Linked DNA regions of Gossypium hirsutum: region 1 is linked to region 2. A link is a contact called in public Hi-C data. All regions are on one chromosome and are shown on one strand. Each heading gives the region's core, a stretch centred on a gene start, on an enhancer-like site or on the middle of the called end of the contact. The rest is flanking DNA. Distances are from core to core; before and after follow the strand shown.

Region 1 (6,212 bases), core at 3,210-5,709, 210 kb after region 2:
CAATTTAATCCCTCAAAAATTTATTTTCACAATTTAGCCCTAATTACTCAAATTCACCAAAATTTCAAAGACAAAACATGTTAATCTTTCACATATCTTTAATATTTCATCATCAAACAACAAAAATCACAAGCTATCGTCAATGACAAAACACAAAATCATCATCAAATTAAAAAATTAAGACATGGGCTTTGAAGATAACTGAGCAACGATATCAAAAACATAAAAATTATCAAAAACCGAAGTAAAACATACCTTTAATCAAGCTAGTTTTGTGCCGAAACCTTAACAAGCATGGATGATTTCTTTCTTTGCTATATTCGGCCAAGAAACATGAAAAATGGTCATTTTTTTATGTTTTAATATAACATATATTTTATGAAAAATAAATTATAGAACATATAATATAAGGGCAATGTTGACCATTGCCGCCCACTATCATCTAAATGGCCTAATTGCCATATAAAACCCCTATTTTTAAAAGACAACAATAATTAAGTGCTTTTATATTGGACCCCTAAATTTTCATTTTACGCGATTAAATTATTTTCTTTAATCGGTCATTCAAAAGATAAAATTTAAACACGAAAATTTCACACAATCAAATTCACACATAATAAACACACAATATAATATTAAAATATTTTTCTAACTCGAATTTGTGGTCCTGAAACCACTATGTCCGAATAAGGTCGAAATCGAGCTGTTACAACTACTGCACTTTTTTTTTATAAATTCTAAAATTGTGGCCAATTTGCTTACAGTTTTTACATTGTGCACCAAGTTTTGTCCAGCAAAACTTTTACGAACGACCTATCTTTTTGCAATTTGATCATGGTGGATACTTTTTCTTTCCTCCATCTCTTTTTTGCCTTTCTCTTGCTTGATTCCATTTCTTCTTGCCTTTGTTTCTTGAAGAGCATGGAGCTTCCTTGTTTCTCATTTGGTAGGCACCTTTTACGTTATGAATGACCCATCTTTTTGCAATTTGATCATTGTGGATACTTTTTCTTTCCAGCATCTCTTTTTTTCCTTTCTCTTGCTTGATTCCATTTCTCCTTGCCTTTGTTTCTTGAAGAGCATGGAGTTTCCTTGTTTCTCACTTGGTAAGCACCTTCTACGTGAAGGACATCAGTAATAACTTTTGTACCTATAAAAGTGCTAACCTAAACATCTCTCTTTCCGTTGGCTTCAATGATCTGGCCATTTCCAACTCTGATTCTCAAATTGAAGGATATGTCAATCTCCTTGAACATGCTTTCATCTGAAACCATATTGTTTGTACAACCACACTGTCAATCAACCAGTTTTTCTTATCTTGGTTGTTGACTGTGAAGCATGAAGCAGTGAATTCGAGCTCCCCCTGAGCTTGATTTTCTTCAACACTTGAGCCTGATTAGACTGCTATTGTTGCTGTTGCACTTTGTTTTTACAAATTCTAAAATCGTGGCCAAATTGCTTACAGTTTTTACACTGCACACCAGGTCTTGTCCAGTAAAACTTTTCTGAATGACCCATCTTTTTGTAATTCGAGCATGGTGGATACTTTTTCTTTTCACCATCTCTTTTTAGCCTTTCTCTTGCTTGATGCCATTTCTTCTTGCCTTTGTTGCTTGAAAAGCATGGAGTTTCATTGTTTCTCGCTTGGTAAGCACCTTCTGTGTGCCCTCCTTCTCTGCTCGCTCTTCTTTGCTCCAAGCATATAGAGCATTTATGAGCTCTAATAGATTGATAGTTGTTAAATCTCTCGAGTCCTCCAAGGATAAGATCTTGGACTTATACTTCTCTAGCAGTGTTGTGATGACTTTTTCAACAACCCTTCGATCACTGAATTGATCACCAAGAAACCTTATGTTGTTGACAATGGACACGATCCTGTCTGTATACTGCTTGATCATTTCAGTTTCCTTCATCTTCAAGTTCTTAAAGTCTCTCCTCAAATTCAACAATTGTTGTTGTCTTGTCTTCTCAATCCCTTAGAACTCCTCTTTCAACTTATCCCAGGCTTGTTTGAAAGTTTCACAAGCCATAATTCTTGTGAAAATAACATCAAACACACCATTCTTAAGGCAAGACAAAGCCTTATACTTCTTAGCAGCTTCATTGCTATGCTGTCTAATTTGAGCTATCATTAGATTAGCTCACAAAGGTGGTGGTTCTTTGTTTGAAACAACAACTTCCCACAAGCCATATGCCTGAAGATACGTCTTCATCTACACTACCCAAATATGGTAGTTCTCTCTAGAAAAGATAGAAGATGGAGGTGGTATAAAGATTCTAGATGATATTGCAATACAAACAAGATACAAACAACACTCTGTGTTCAACAAGAAAACACTCAGAAGTCCCTCAAAGGCTAAGGCTCTCGATACCAATTGTTAGAGTTTAGAGAAGTTGAGAGAACAAAATACTGAGAAAACAAAGAAAATACATAGCATAAATTTTTTACTGCTATCAAATTTTCTCATCTTTTTTTCATTCAACAAGAAATACAATATATATACGGGTGTAGTGATTACACGAAAGTCAACTACCCCACTAACACACCTTGGAAATACAAAGATATAACTTGTACATAAACTGATTAGGTAAAAGTCAGAACCTAAAAAGTTAAATCAATACTAACTCTGCTTATCTAACAAGTGATCTTAGCAAGTAGACTAATAAAAAAATATCATCATCAGCATATGCAAACCCTTTTTGAAATACGTTAGGTGGTTCGCCAACAACATATAAATAGCTCACACTTTGATGAGCTCACAACATTAGTTGAGCTCGCAACCATGGAGCTAGCAGACTTGCTTGAGCTCACAGCTACATAGGAAGAGTTCACCACTACATGAATGGCCACTTCAGAATAGAGGAAAGGAAATTAAGAAAAAGAACATGTAGCATAGGCGGAGCGGGCAGGGCCAGAAATGAAATTTTTTACTTTTAGCTCCTTTATAATTTATAAATTTTAAATTAGTGTATGATAAAATTGTACATCGACACTAAAAAATATAACATTTTTATTTGTTCCTTTAAAAATTATAAAGACATAGACTATTAAAAAGGTAAAATTATATTTTTGTTATCATAAAAATATATTTCCTAATTCCATTAATTACAAGCTAACTGAAACATTAAGTAATATTAAAATATAAATTAACAAAGAAAATCTATTATATTGTATATAAGTTTAAAGGCTTATTCGGGTATCAAGTAAATTTAAATGGCTTATTTGAATGTAATTAAAGTATACAGACTTTATTTAAATAAGATAACAACATTCAAGGGCTTATTTAATATATTAGCCATTATTGGATTTATATTTCAAATATTGATACCTATTAATTTAGAGTGAATATTTAGTATATTAGAAATATACTTTTTATTTATTTTACAATTAACCTTAAAAATTGACATGTATCTTTTTTTTAAATATATATTTTTTAATAATTTATTATACCCTATAACACACTTATCAATCTCTTAACCCTGCTTATGAAGTTTAAAAACTCCAAAAACAATATACCAAATATTTTCTTATAAATTTATGTTTTATTAGTGAAATAAACGATGACCGATATTGTATTTATTTTTTAAAAAAATTAATAATTTTGATACACTGGTGGTGGAAACTTTTAACTCTTTAACTGAATTAAGATGTCGCCATGTTTCCTTAAGTTGTATTTAAAAATTTTTAAAATAAATAAATATGACATGTAGCAAAATCTTAATCGCGGTTATGGAGTTAAAAATTTACATCACATGTGCACCAAATAATTACCTATAATATATTATCATGTAATTTATGGGTTAATATTTGGTAAACTCAAAGTGTGTTATGTGTTTTTTTAAATATTTTACTAAACCTCTCTATAGGACACTTGTCAACCCATTAGATTTACTTGTAGAGTGTAAAAACTTAACTATTAGTGTACCAAATATTTCCCCGTAATTTATTGATAGTGTATAAAATTATACAATATTATTATATTAAAGGTGAGTATTTGATATACTGGTAGTGTACTTTTTTTTATTCTTCAAGTAGCTTTAAAAAATTGACATATGTCTCTTTTTTTAATATTTTACTATAACCATGTAAGACACTTGTCAACTCCCTAACTTTACTTCTGGGTTCTAAAAACTTTATTAAATTGTGTATCAATTTTTTTTCATTATATTAAATATAACCCTTACCTAAATAATATAAACAATGGGTGAACATGATATCCATTCAAATTGCATTAATAGCTCGCAACATATTCGAAATTTAATTATGAGTATTGTGTTGTTTTATTTCCCAAAAAAGACAGGCGGATATTGGGACGTACACGTATGATACTAACAGCATGTTTGGTTGGGGGAATAGGAATGCATTCCCCCGCAAATCGGTAGGCCCACCCCCAAACAAACGTTTGGTTGGTTGTAATTGTAATACAGCCTTATTCCATTCAGCCTCTATTACGTGAGAAGCTTTAATAGCCATTCTTTGCCTTCAGCACTGAATAGCTATTACGTTCCGCTCTCTTTTTCCCATTTTCCAAATTTTGCCCTCCTTCATCTTCTCCTTCATCTGCCGTCAAACTCACTACACAATTTCTGCCCTCAAACTCATTTGCCATATTTTAGATACTCTCATTCATCTTCTCCCATAGATCTGTAACTTTCTCTCCTTCTGTTTCCATATTTCAGATAATTTTTAATTCAGATTCAGATTTCTTGCCCGTCAAATAAAAATCCACCCGAATCACTTATTTTTTCCCTATTAAACAAAAAGCTCAAATCAAACCCCAAAATCCAGAATCTCACATCCTCTAAATTGCCAAAACGGGAAAAAAAGAATAAAGAAGACATGAGGACACAGAAGAGGTCGATCCATGCGGTGTCGATGTGGGTGAGACGACAGCCACCGAAGGTAAAGACTTTTTTGGCGGTGGTATCGGGGATGGCGGCATTGGTTCTTCTCCGAGTCATTGTAAATGACCATGACAACCTATTTGTCACCGCCGAGGCTGTCCATTCTATCGGAATCTCTGTCATCATCTATAAGCTCACCAAAGAGAAGACTTGTACTGGTAATTCCAAAAAAAAAAGCTTCTTCTCTCTTACCAGTTGATAAAAATTTCAATATTTTGTTATTGGAATTGTTTTCGATCAATTTGTAGCTTCAATTTAATACTTATTGCATGGATTTTTTTTCTTAATTTAGTAGTTTCAAGAACTCATTAAGGTAATGGCTAAATAGCAAAATTTTGAAGAGTTTGATTTGCTGACTTTGTGCCGATTGTTTTTTTTTTTTTTTGCTATATAGCTGTTATTAGGTTGAATTTCCGGCTTGATTTCTTGTTTCTTTCGATTTAAGGTATCTGTTTCTTGCTATTCTTCTCCATGAATGAAGTATGGGTAGAATGTTGGTTGATAAAAAAAGGTAGCTTTTGGACCAAAAGGAGATGTTCTTTCTCTCTTCTGACTTTCCTGCTATGTATAAAGCTTGGTTGTTGTTAAAATCCGCCTTTTGATATTGGCCTTTTCGTTTACACAAGATGGATGAATGAATTGATTAACCCTCAATTACTGGTTAAATATGTTTTGTTCTCTTTCTTTGTTTTTTTTCCATGTGTAGGTAGTCTTCTAACTGTCTATTGAGCTGTAACTTGTCTTCAGTTCTTCTTAGCACTTGTTTATTTTAAATACCACTTTGAAAGTCACCTTATACCTCACCCTTCTAGTTTTGATTTAATATATTTTATCTGGCAACCAATTGAACAAAAATTGTTGAAGGTATTTACATTTTTTGTATTGCTACGCATAGACACGTTTTAGCAATACAATTATATTCTTTGTTCCTTGAGTGGATTTATTCCTTTTTTTAACATATTGTAGAAGTCATATGGGCGTTTGAATTTGGATTCAAGTTGTCCCTTGTGCAGTACTAGCTCTGTGTATTCATCCAACAACTTCCCATAATCTACTGAACCGGATTTCCTGGGCATTCTGTGCATATCTGGAAGCCGTTTCAGTTTTACCTCAGTTGCGAGTGATGCAAAACACCAAGGTAAAAATTACTTAGATGGCAGATTTAATTTTATAAACAAGGTTTATAAGATTACCATGTTTAACTCACTTTTTTGTGCTTTCAGATTGTTGAGCCTTTTATAGCTCATTATGTGTTTGCGTTGGGTGTTGCAAGGTAATAATATTATCCCGTCTAAATAAAACAGTTA
Region 2 (6,341 bases), core at 2,451-4,950:
TCTCTTCCTACCTGCAACCTTTGTTCCCCACATTCTTTTCTTGCGAAGCCAAAACAACTACGAAACAAGTGACGAAGAAGAGTTTGAAGAAGAAGAAAATGGGTAGGATGGAGACCCCATGGCTACCACGCCACTTATAAGACCCAAGTCGAGATCTGGTAATTGGACGTCGAACGACAATAATCACTTAACCAGCTCCTTTTTTCACATTGCTCATTTGGGGTTTTTTAGTTTTAAAATTTGTTAAGTAACTAAATCTTTTGAATCTGTTGATTTTGGGATTTTCTATTTCTTTTATGAACAGATTTAGAGAATCAAATGGAGGGAAATGTTTATTCCAACATTAAAAAATTACTTTTTTTTAAATAAGAAAATATTGCTACTATTCTTGAAATTGTATTTGAATGTTTGATTATTATGTTCTCTTGTTTGTCCAAAAGGGGATTTTTATTTTATGAATGCCGTTGATTAAAACTGTAGGAGAAAGTAACGATCCGATTACTTTAGCCATGTTAGATGAAGAAAATATATGCTTAAATGCTTTTTTCATCATTTAAAATCTGGGTAGGCAAGAAGGAAGGTGAGTGAGCCGGCAATATATTTTAGTGATGTGTAAAAATATTCTTACACGGTAATTCATTATTAATGGTCTATATAATAATTATTAAGGAGTTGGAATGGATTTTTTTTTATACCTACAAACGTAAATAAACCAAGAAAAAAAGTGCGCATTGCATGCTTGTATATTTCAACAAAAAAAATATATTATATCTCCAACATTAAGCAAGTTCTTCTTCACCTCACATTTGTTCACCCATAATGGGAGCATCGGTGTATCTTTTATTGATAACTGTGATCCAACCAAAAGAAAAAGTAGGAGATTGATATATTAGTAGAATAAGACGTAGCGACATATATGCATCATAGTTGAAAGGGATACAGGGAAACCATACGTACAACAAAAAGCAAAGAAACAGATAAGAGTCCACAAAAGTAGCAACCTTTACGATTCGAATAATGAATAGGGCGTTTATTGTCATAGATAGGTTGATAAACATCAACCTATCTACAGTAAGGGCTATTACCCTTACAATTTTTGTTATGGTTATCTGGGTTTGGTGGTGGAAGACATTTCGAATAACTAGGACCGCAGTCCTTTTGCTTTACCGCTGGCTTATCCTTTGTAAGCGTGCTGTATATTTTACCGACAGTTTTATCGACCCCGAGGATTCTGATAACGGTAGAATCTATCATCAACAAATCCAGCTCCGACTCCAATTCTTCCCGGATCCCGCAGCCGCGGAGAAAGCCATTGCACTGGTAAGTGGCGTTGCTCCTCAGTACTAGGACGGCGTCTCTGCCGCTAATTGGTTTTAGGAGAATCATCATCATCACTAACCCCGCCAACTCACGAAACCCCATTTTCTTTTCCTTTGTTTCCCCTCGCCCTGGAATGGGAAAGCGCGGCCTGCTCACTTTATAGAGGGTAGAGGAAAGATTAATTAATTATTGGAGGCTAATATATTTAACAAGTCCTTGAACTTTGTTACTTTATTTTAATAAGCCCTCATACTTTTGTTCCATCCAAATAAACCTTTAGATTTCAATTGGTACCTAAATTTAGTCACTTTATTTAAATAGGCTTTTATACTTTCCATACATACAAATAAACCCTTAATCATTGACCTATGTCTAAGTTATTATTATGTAAAAGTAGGCTATTGTAAATTATATTGTATTTTTTAAAAGTTTTTAACACTTATGTTAAGGGTTACGTCTAGTAGGAGTATTATATTTTATGTGTGTTTTAGTATACGAGTTAGAAATGATCTAATTCAATTGATCATATGTAATCATACTCATAACTTATTTTTAGCAAAGATATTGAAAATTTGGCATATGTTTTTTTTTTAATAGTTTACTATAACCATGTAGGACACTTATCAACTCCCTTACTCTACTTGTGGAGTCTATATTTTTTTTTCAATTTTGTACCAAATTATTTTCATTATATTAAATTATTTTCATTAAATTTCTTTAACATTGGGTGAATATGGTGTCCAATCAAATTGCATTGATAGCACTCAACATATTCGAAATTTAGATATGAGTATTGTGTTGTTTTATTTCCAAAAATAGACAAGTGAATATTGGAACGTACACGTATGATACTAAAAATATATAGTATTTTGAGGAACAGAAATGATAGTATTTCTTTTTCTTTTCTTTCCGTTTTTTGAGAAAAAAAAATGATAGTATTTAAAAGAGAGAAAATTTGTATAAATTAGATTTTACATAAGGACTTATTTGGCACTCCAATTTTATTTATAAAAAAAATGTCATTTTAACCCTTCATTTATTATTTTTATTTTTTATAGTCCTTAAACTTTTATTTGTTGTCAAATCACTCCAAAATGGGTAGAAAAGTTGTTAACTTTAGTAACGTGGCATACACGTGGATTACCATGTCGATGATACATGAAGATTTAATTAATTTTTAAAATTTTGAAAAAAATTATATATAAAAATTATTTTTAAAAATCATTAAAAAGTATTAACATTATAAAAAATATTTTTAAATTTAAAATAATTAATTAAATGCTTACATGCTACATAAGTGGGAATTCACATGTATTCCACGACAAGAAAATTAACAAATGTTAACATTTTCATTCATTTTGAGTTAATTTCACAAAAAAAATACAAATTTGATGGTTAAAAAAAGGGAAAAATAAATGGAGGGCTCAATTGACTTTTTTTGGGGAATTTTTTTTTTGTAAAATTGGATGGCCGAAAAAACCATTACACCAATCGATTTGGGCACACTCATGTTGTGGGAGAAAAATATATTCATGTAACAAATACCTATATATAAAAATTTAATATAAGTAGCATATGAGGTTTTGGTTGAATGGTTAAATATAAATGTGTGAAAGTAAAAAGGTACGAGTTCAAATTCTATTATGTGTGCATGTTTTTCTATTTTTCTATATACAATATATAAAATGATAAAAATAGCCTTAAAATAATATAATTTATTTTGTAAAATAAGAGTAATTTCATCTTTATCAAATGAGTTGATATTTGGTTAACCTAGGACACTAATTTGACCAAGGGCTTTATAATAAATATATATACATACATGAATTTTAATTTGGTGTAATTTACACATGGAACTTAAATTGTGGCTTATATGTATACATGAAATTTTAATTTTAATTCAATTGTACACATTTAATGAAACGGATCCATATATTTGTTTTCATGTTGAACTAACATAATTCTCTGTGTATATAATATATAAACATAAAATGACACTAATTTGATAATTTGATAATGATTTGAGAAAATTGAATGAAACAAAATTTTTTTATATAAAATCACTCAAAATTGAAGCTTGCGTATAACATTACACATTAGATTAAAATATCAAAAATAATATTTCTCTATATTATTTCCCTTTTAACTTTCCTCACTTTTACCTTTTTCTTTTCTCTCTTCTTCCTTTCTTTTTATCCAAACAAGGTATTGATTCAAAAAAGGGATAAAACTAAACCAATTAAACATATTATTAAGAAATTTGGTAAAATATATAATGAGGAGAAATTACAAACCCATGCCAACAAATAGTTGATGAAATTACAACTTTCAATTCACAAAATTTAAAAAATCAAAAATTCATAATATCGAAAAACACCCAAAACTGTAACAATGACCCATTAATTGTAGTTTAATTTCAGAAAAGTAAAGAAGGGAATAAGCTTTAGCTTTATACCTTTTTTCTTTTGTCCTAATCACGCATTACCAATAAATAAGTAAAAAGTAAATCAACAAAAAATATAAACTAGAATTTAGATTCTTATCCTATCAAATATAAAGAATTTAGAGACATATTTACTTTATAAACTTAATTTATTGTGAGTAAAAATAAAAATTAAATATAAACATATTAGTCATAAATTTAATTATAAAATTTTAAAAATAATTGTTTAAGCATCCTAATTTCCTTCAAGATCTTCATTATATTCTCACAAAGAAATGGTGTCTCAAACATAACAGAATTGTTCCCAGACGGTTTTCTTATTAATAATAATGTATATATATATTAGATACTTGGTTTTAAATGGCAATAATTTATTTAAATTTTGACGTTTACAAATGGAATTTCAAAAAAAATCTATAATGTGAATATGAACATTTGCATACAACCTTATTATATATATAATAACAAGATACAAAACCATAATATTGACACAAATGCTACATCTCTATTTCTTTTCTATTTATGTTTTATAATTATTAATTATCTATTTTTTATAATAAAATTAGATTAAAGATACATATTAAATTTTAGAAAAATATACAAAGTAATTTATCCCTTAAAAAAACTATCTAAAATTTTAAACTATTGCTATTATCACTTATAAATGAAAAAAAAAGCTAAATAGATAATTTTTTTAAAGATAAATAATTTTAGAAGTATATATGGATAAAAATAAATTTTAGAATTAATAAATAATAATTTTAAGAAATGTAATTCTTTTTCACGAGACCTTTTTTTTAACAACTATATTATTTTTTATATCTCTCTTTTTTATATTTAATTTCTATAGTTTTTCTCTCTCTTTTTTTAAGATAATTTTTATAACTTTTCATTTACATTTGAAAATGTCATTTATATTTAAAGAAAAACAATCTATTAAAATCTAAGAAAAACAATCCATTTATATGTAAAATTCTTTCAATCAAAGAAAAGGAATTGTCACGTCTCGAAATATGGATTAAATATTCAGGTTAAATATGTAACTGTTAATTTATTTTAATTTTCTATTTGAGCATGCAATTGGGCTTCTGATTGGGCAAGATCTATCAGAATGTCAAAAATTGTATCGGAACCTCTGGATTTTCTAGTGTAGAAAACCCTAGTGTGTCAAAACCCTAGGTATTTAAACACATTTTCTCATTGGTCGGCCCCTTCTTTTTGCCACCCTTAACACTAGCATTCTCTTTTCCTCTCTTTTCTTCCTCTATTTTTCTTGGCTGTCGTACCCTAGTTATCATCGCATCCCCCACCAATTTCACTCCTCTTGTCAAATCACCTTTTGTTCGTTCAAACCCCATTAGTGTTTAGAACTGTCAATAATTATTTCTAGTTCCCAATTGTAGTAGGTTGGTAAGTGAAACTCCCTATATTAATTGGACTCCATTTTCGGTTACACAATCAAGTTGTGGTTAACCCTCTTTAATTTTTTGCAATCGGTTTCTACTAGATCTTCTTGAAACCTTTAATGTCGATTCCTAATGTGTGATGTTTTTTGTGTATGTCAAATAAAAGATCTGATCTAGATGAGAATGGATCGGATCTGAACAGTATAAGTACACCGGATGAGTGAGGGTCTTGGGCGAACGTATAGGTGAAGGTGTTTGTCTTTATTGTTTGTTCCGTGTATGTGTCTTAATAGTGTATAGCCGTGTATGTATGGGTTAGGCCAAATATATAAGGGTCTGTTTCTGCATATTGGTTCTTGATTTTGTCTATTAGTGTTATTACAATATCCTAATGGTTTTGATTGTGACAAGTAAACATCCTCTGTTAATTCGCTGAAAAACTATGAGTACTATTTGGTTAAAAACTCAACCGTGTGTCGTAAGTATGATAATTGATAAATGCCAAAATTAACATGTTTTATCTTCATTCTTAATACGTTTTTAGAGTATTATTCGATTTAAAATGGTGAATTTTATGCTCCTAATCCTTTAAATTCACGTTTCTATACTTATGAGAGCATTTGAGGGCAAAAAGAGTAAAAGTGAAAGAAAATCGAAGCAAGTTTCAGGAGCCACATGGGCTAAACCATTTTACACGGCCTAAACACACGGTCATGTGCCAGATCGTGTGGATTTCATGAATTCCACTCCAAACATGCAGGAAAACACAATTTTTAGGTTTTTCGGGCATTTTAAGATCTATATATGACAAAGATAAGAAGAGGGAAGTAAGTCGTCATAGAATACTCAAGAAAATAACTTAGAAAACACCATTGAAGCCTACTTCAGAGCAAATTTCCATCAAGATTGAAGATCTCCTTTTGATTTCTTTGAAGTTTATTATGAGTTTCTTTATTTCTTGTGGTTATATTGTCTTTGATATGTTTTTATTTGTGATTATAAACTAATTTTCTAAAACCTAGAGAGATGAACCCTATGATGGATTGTGTTATTTGATTTCTATTTTTACGCAATAAATACTTGGATCTTGTTCTCAATTATGTGTGCTTAATTATTGGTTTGATATTTCTAGATTATTAATCCATATTTGATGTGCTTGAATCATAGGAGGA

The links. A called contact is a pair of places that touch in the nucleus more often than the background predicts.
Region 1: a Hi-C map of leaf shows a contact between it and region 2, with 3 times the contacts expected there. The contact joins the promoter of LOC107954802 here to the enhancer-like site in region 2. A contact is called at or near these places in 8 of 34 Hi-C or Micro-C datasets (callus, leaf and an unstated tissue).

Annotation. Positions count from the first base shown.
Region 1 is chrD07:49,144,548-49,150,759 of Gossypium_hirsutum_v2.1, forward strand. LOC107954802 reads left to right here and starts at 4,460. Exons shown (of 4, transcript XR_001699692.2): 1 at 4,460-5,063; 2 at 5,872-6,043; 3 at 6,129-6,178.
Region 2 is chrD07:48,937,436-48,943,776 of Gossypium_hirsutum_v2.1, forward strand. No RefSeq gene overlaps it. Among protein-coding and RNA genes, the nearest start is that of LOC107955215, 52 kb to the left of the region's middle. Within about 2 kb of position 3,701, at least 1 of the 9 cell types and tissues checked has an H3K27ac peak or open chromatin away from gene starts, as enhancers often do.